Linked DNA regions of Mus musculus: region 2 is linked to region 1. Evidence: chromatin contacts called from public HiChIP or PLAC-seq data. All regions are on one chromosome and are shown on one strand. The core of a region is the stretch at or near the end of the contact, and the rest is flanking DNA. Distances in the headings are between cores, read along the strand shown.

Evidence for each region. HiChIP or PLAC-seq counts read pairs in DNA pulled down with a chosen protein or histone mark.
Region 2: an H3K4me3 HiChIP or PLAC-seq map of neural progenitor cells shows a contact between it and region 1, with 23 read pairs. The contact joins the promoter of Efl1 here to the enhancer-like site in region 1. A contact is called at or near these places in 2 of 39 promoter capture datasets (the 3T3-L1 cell line and second pharyngeal arch cranial neural crest), 2 of 484 Hi-C or Micro-C datasets (Sertoli cells and myocytes), 1 of 115 datasets of contacts at active chromatin or transcription factors (neural progenitor cells) and 1 of 9 other capture datasets (adipose tissue).

What each region holds. Positions count from the first base shown.
Region 1 is chr7:82,532,876-82,535,575 of GRCm38.p6, forward strand. The region is part of intron 15 of Adamtsl3 (ADAMTS-like 3); the gene reads left to right. Among named protein-coding and RNA genes, the nearest start is that of Saxo2, 110 kb to the right of the region's middle. Within about 2 kb of position 1,341, at least 34 of the 459 cell types and tissues checked have an H3K27ac peak or open chromatin away from gene starts, as enhancers often do. A contact at or near this core is called in Sertoli cells, myocytes and neural progenitor cells, where this site is marked.
Region 2 is chr7:82,647,353-82,650,092 of GRCm38.p6, forward strand. Efl1 (elongation factor like GTPase 1) reads left to right here and starts at 1,262. Exons shown (of 20, transcript NM_175317.3): 1 at 1,262-1,326; 2 at 2,174-2,279. The coding sequence starts at 2,189. It overlaps Saxo2 (stabilizer of axonemal microtubules 2), which reads right to left and starts at 1,176. Exons shown (of 3, transcript NM_177894.4): 1 at 1,040-1,176. The coding sequence starts at 1,077.

The DNA.
Region 1 (2,700 bases), core at 91-2,590:
TTTTTTTGTTCCTTTTGCAACAGTAATCCAGTTTTTCTACTTCCTGTGGTATTACATTCATAATGCAAGGCTTGGCTCTTTAACCATTTGAAAGCACTCAGCTCATCGGCACTAAGAATATTCACACTCCTGTCTTACCTGTCCAGAGTGTTTCCATCATTCTCAGTGTGAACTGTGTCTATCAAACAGGCCCAGTTCTCTACCTGGCCCCAGACTCCAGTGATTTCCTTCCTGCTTTTTGTCCATGAATTCAGTCAGGAGAATCCTGTTACTCCTGCTGGCCTAGAACTTGTGGTCCTCTGCTTCCCAAGTGTCGCCATAGAACATCACCTGCAGGCTCCTCCAAGGGGGTAGGGGGGAATGTGCTGGTTAGGTTTTTGTCAACTGGACACACATTAGAGCCATCTGGGAAAAAGGAAGGTCGATTGAGAAAATACCCCTATCAGATAAGCATGTGGGCAAGCTTGTGTGACATTTTCTTGATTTTTAATTGATACGGGAGAGCTCAGCCCACTAGAGGGCAGTGCTAACCCTGGACAGGTAGTTCTGGGTTGTATAAAAACACAAGCAGAGTAAACTATGAAGAGCAAGCCAGTAAGCAGCATTCCTTCATGGTCACTGCCACAGCTCCTGACTCCCAAGTTCCTGCCCTGCTTTGTCCCTCAGTGACGAAACATATGAGATACAGAAATATAAACCCTTTCCTTTAGTTGGTTTTCATCTTGGTATGTTGTCACAGCAATGGAAAACAAATTAGGACAGGCTGTGAATACAAATTTTGTGATAGTAGTCCACCGGGTCCCTTGAAAGTTCAGAAAGCACTGTTGTATTAATGAATTAGTAGAGAGCAGTAATGGATAGTCTATAGTGGGTCCCATCCACGTCTTCTCCAAGCCTGAATTTCTGCCAGCCCGATCTGACTTAGATGGGGGTCTCCTTCCCTCAAACACAGAGCAGAGCTAATATGCTCGCTGCACCTGAAGGGCCTCTGTGTTTTCCCCACTGTGTGGAACCCGAGTGCCTGCACCTGTTGCTTGGCCTCTACCCCACCCCTGCCTTCTCCTGTTTGGAGATCTCCATGCAGTCCTCCTGGACGATGCTCATTGCTTGGCATTTGCTGGCCCACTCTGGCTGGCTGGTGTGAAGTTTTTAGTTTCCTGCCACTTTTGATTCTATTCATCCCCTCCACTTCCAAACAAAACCGCAACATATCTCGGCTTCCAGCTCACTCTTTTACGGCCACTGTCTTTTGTGGTCTGGGATGCTTGCTTGTTGACAGTGAAGGAGAGGATGATCCCAGCTGTATTTCACATCCCTCAAGGAAAGTCTGCCAAGCCGGCCAGGAAAAGATAAATACTCCCACCACTGCGGTTTACCAAGGGCGAGCTCTGAATTTACATAGAGAGTGGATGTACAAAGGCTTTTGTTTTAATTAGAAAAAGAAAAAAAAATAGAGTTTATAAAGGGAAGCCAAGGGAACTGCTGATCTGACCTCCCTGGCTGTCAGCCATGGAATGTGTTCTCAGTCAGTATGGCTGTCACTTTGTCATTTGTCATCCCGCTTTTAAGTTCCTCCCTGGAGCCTTCTGTGCTTCTATGGGATTCCCAACATTTCAGTGGTTTTGGTAACCCAGCTCCCATTTTTCATATATGAAAAGGAATGAAATAGCACAGACCGAGTCACAGTGTGCATGTTCTCTTCACTGCTTATTTGGCTTCTGCGTGAGTAGAAATTGTATTTGCTAAAATCCAAGACAGGCTGTGTTTCAGGAGTCTGCTTTTCTAACCACCTCTAACCCCAAGGACTTCTTTTTAAGGGAAGATCACATTCTAAGTGTACTGTGGGGATATTTAATTCTTGCAAATGTCCTAGGAGGGTGCTATTATCCTTATCACTTGGGGAGGACTGTCCCAATATCTCAGGGCTAGTCAGTGGTGGACAGAGAGCAGGGAGGTGGGGGTTGATGGCCTGTCCCATCATCTGGGCAACTCTAGTTCAAATCTACAAATTACAAAATAATCCAAAGTCTGAAAACATATAAGTACCAAGATGACACCTGATGACATACGATGGGCTACAGCTAAAATTCAGACATATTTAATGCTACATAATATTACCTTTGGGTTTCACATAGAAGACATCTAATAAACCAGTGGATTTTGTGTTCAGACTTGAGCCTATCCTCAGGTCTGCATAATATATTCTATGCATAATTGTATCTACATAATATATATACATATATTTGAAATTTAAAAAATATTCAAAATCTGAGTAGCATTTTGGGTAGGGAGGCTCAGCCTGCACTAGAGGAGGTTCAGGTTCCTGTCAGCTGACAATTCAGGTTTCTTCCATTCTAAGCGATTACACTGTGGAACTCAAAGGTATTATGGTCTGTTCGTGTTATCAGATGGCATTAGGGGACTGTTAGATATCAGGGATGACTTCCTGGGAAGGATGGTTTGGTGACTTGAGATCTTGATGTCCCAAAGGTGTCAGAAGCACTTGTGTGACTGGTACATGGGATGTGGATGTGTGTGTCAGTTAAGGTGGAATGCAGCAGATGCTCGTGGTAACCCAGGTTCACAACAGAGCTTGGACTTCATCTGACGGCAGTAGCAGTTGAAGGATATTAACCAGGAAAACAGCATAACCAATATTGTTCTACATTGTAAAGATCTCTAGTTGCCTGCAGTTTGCCT
Region 2 (2,740 bases), core at 12-2,511, 110 kb after region 1:
ACTACCCATTTTGTCAAAGATTCTTGTACCTCAGTTATAAAACTGAAAGCAGCTAAGGCAGTGCTCTCGCTGCAACTAAGTGTTTGCAAGGGACATTTCGGCAGAAGTTATTAGCCATGCTTCAAAGCCTAAAGGGGATTCCTCTTACATTGGCAGTCCCCCCAGCTCTGTGGATGGTGATATTATTCTTGAAGAATGTAAAGTCCCTAATATAATGAATTTCCTGATGGGTGGATGGGAAAATAACTTAGTTTGTAGATAAATTCAGATTCAAATACATTTTTTTTCTTACATACAAGATTTTGCAGATTCAAGCCTTAAAAGTTATGTTTGCATCTGTTCAAACATACAAACAATGTTTATTACAAAAGGGGCTGAGAAACTGCTCTCAATCAATATGTGTTGTAGCTGGTTGCCCTTAGAAGGGGATTACAAGTACAAAGGGCTTGGCGTTACTCAGTTACTCTTATTCACTTATCAAAGGTGATCTAACCCCTGGGTAAACAGTAAGCTTGAGGATAGAGAAGAATGTGTTTACTGGTGATGTAAAGTTGTTAGGCAGGACTTACAAACCAAACCTGAGGTTTACGGTGAGGACTATTGCCATTTTTGTCTGTCAGAAAGGCCTCAGGAAAATGTTGCCTTGGCAGGAATAAAAATAGAGTTTAGAGGATGGAAGGTTCTGGGTGGCAAACGAAATACCATGGATACTGTTCTTTTAAGTTAACCAATAGAATCGGTGGGTGACTCCATCACTTACCAGCCATATTTGCTCATACTACTTAGCTGATCTGAACTGTATTTTAGCTTAAATCTCTGGATGGGAAGCCTCAGGGAATGCAAAGAAAATAAGTTTTGCCCAGGAGCTAGCCAAGCAGAGGAAATGGGCAGCATTTAGCAGAGCATAAGGTCGGGGGTGGGGGGTGGGGGGTGGGGGTGGAGTAGGGGTCTCCTCCGGTTCAGGCAAGGGAGTCCTTAGGGGGTGTGCGCGGCGGGGCTCGCGGCTCTGCGGACGCCACACCGGGCGGACGTTTCTTACCCGCAGGTGCAAATCTGGCACAGACACCAGTTCCTCATGCTCTGCGCTCCAGCGTCCCCCTCCGCAGGCTTAGGCTGGCACACTTCAGAGCAGCTACAGCGTCCGCCGTCGTCAAGGCGACCGCGGAACTCCAAGTTGAAGGGAAACGACGTGGCTTCCGGTGATGTTCTAGATGCGCGCGGGTCAGAGGTCACAGGCCCACAGGCCCCGCCCCCAGGCTCCTGCGACTTCCGGTCTGAGCTACCCCTGGAGTCTTAGGTGCGTGGGTGAGGTGCGGCGTGGAGCTGGTGAGTGGGGGGACTTGCTAGGGACGCCGGCGACCAGACGGTGACGGAGACCCGGGGGGGTCATGTCGATTGGGCTGGGCGAGGAGTGTCCCGAGCGGCTGCACTTTATAGGGACCCGGTACTCTCAGCGGCAGCGACTCCAGGAACCCAAGAGGAGGAAGGGCATGCAGACCTCGATTTGCTTCTTTTAATTGGAGAGAGGGGTAGAAGGTGTGTCGTGCACCTGGTGTGTTCCTAGGCACGTGATCCAAAAACTTTTAAGGACACTCAGTGCAGTCACAGGGCCGAAGTTCTCATGTCTGATAAAAGCCAGCAAGCTTGACAGAAAGGCAGACTTTTGGAGGGACTGAAGTAGGGAAGGGTGTGTGTGTGTGTGTGTGTGTGTGTGTGTGTGTGAGAGAGAGAGAGAGAGAGAGAGAGAGACTGACTGTCTGTCTCTGGTGTGTGTGTGTGTGTGTGTGTGTGTGTGTGTGTGTGTATGTATGTATGTATGTATGTATGTGAGTGTGAGTGTGACTTAGCCGGGCGCCTCTGCACCTGGCTCCCAACTGCGTGATTCATCGCATGGCAGATCCGGAAACTCCCAGCTCACCCCACAAGTACTGTCAGCAGGATGTGTGGACTTTACCATGGAACATGGGCCTAAAGGACTATATCCCCTCAGGGCCAGAAGGAAATAGATGTGGCTAAACATTCATTGGGTTCTCAGTTAAGGAATCTGAGGCGACTTGTCAGCATCAGCATCTCCCTCTCAGTTTGTCCATTTGGTTTTCGCTGTTGTGCACACCACCCCCACCCCCACCCCCACTAGATTTTGTACCATTTTTAATTTGCATTTAATGTTTAGTCCCAGGAAATAACCATGGTGCTCAGTGGTGTTGATAAGATGATTCGACTTCAGAAGAACACTGCCAACATTAGGAATATCTGTGTTCTGGCTCATGTTGACCACGGTAAGGCTTTTAGAATTGGGTTTTATTAACAAAGAGGAAATGTCTCTGTTTCATTGGAGCGGTGAGAGTGATGCTTGCTAAGGAGTTGTGTGTTGTGCCATGTCAGAGAAGCATGCTGTAGAACGTTTGAAATAAATGGATTAACGGGTGATTGGTGGTCTGCCCAGTATGTCATACAATGCTTTTGAATTTGGATTTTTGTTAAAATATGGAAAAGTTTCTTGAGATGGTAAAATGTCTGTGGTCTTGGTAGAATATATCTTCTATAAATTCTATTTAATTCATCCTATACTGAGCATTTGCTAAGTTGGCAGTGCTTTTTTAGATTTGTCAGGCCCTAGACATTTATGAGGCCAACCTGTCCAGCCAGAGAAGCTTTAGGGAGGAATCGGGGCTTCGTGGTGAGATGGGCTGGGGGTGGGGTGGGTGAGAGTTTTGAGACCTGGAGGATTGGGTAGCAA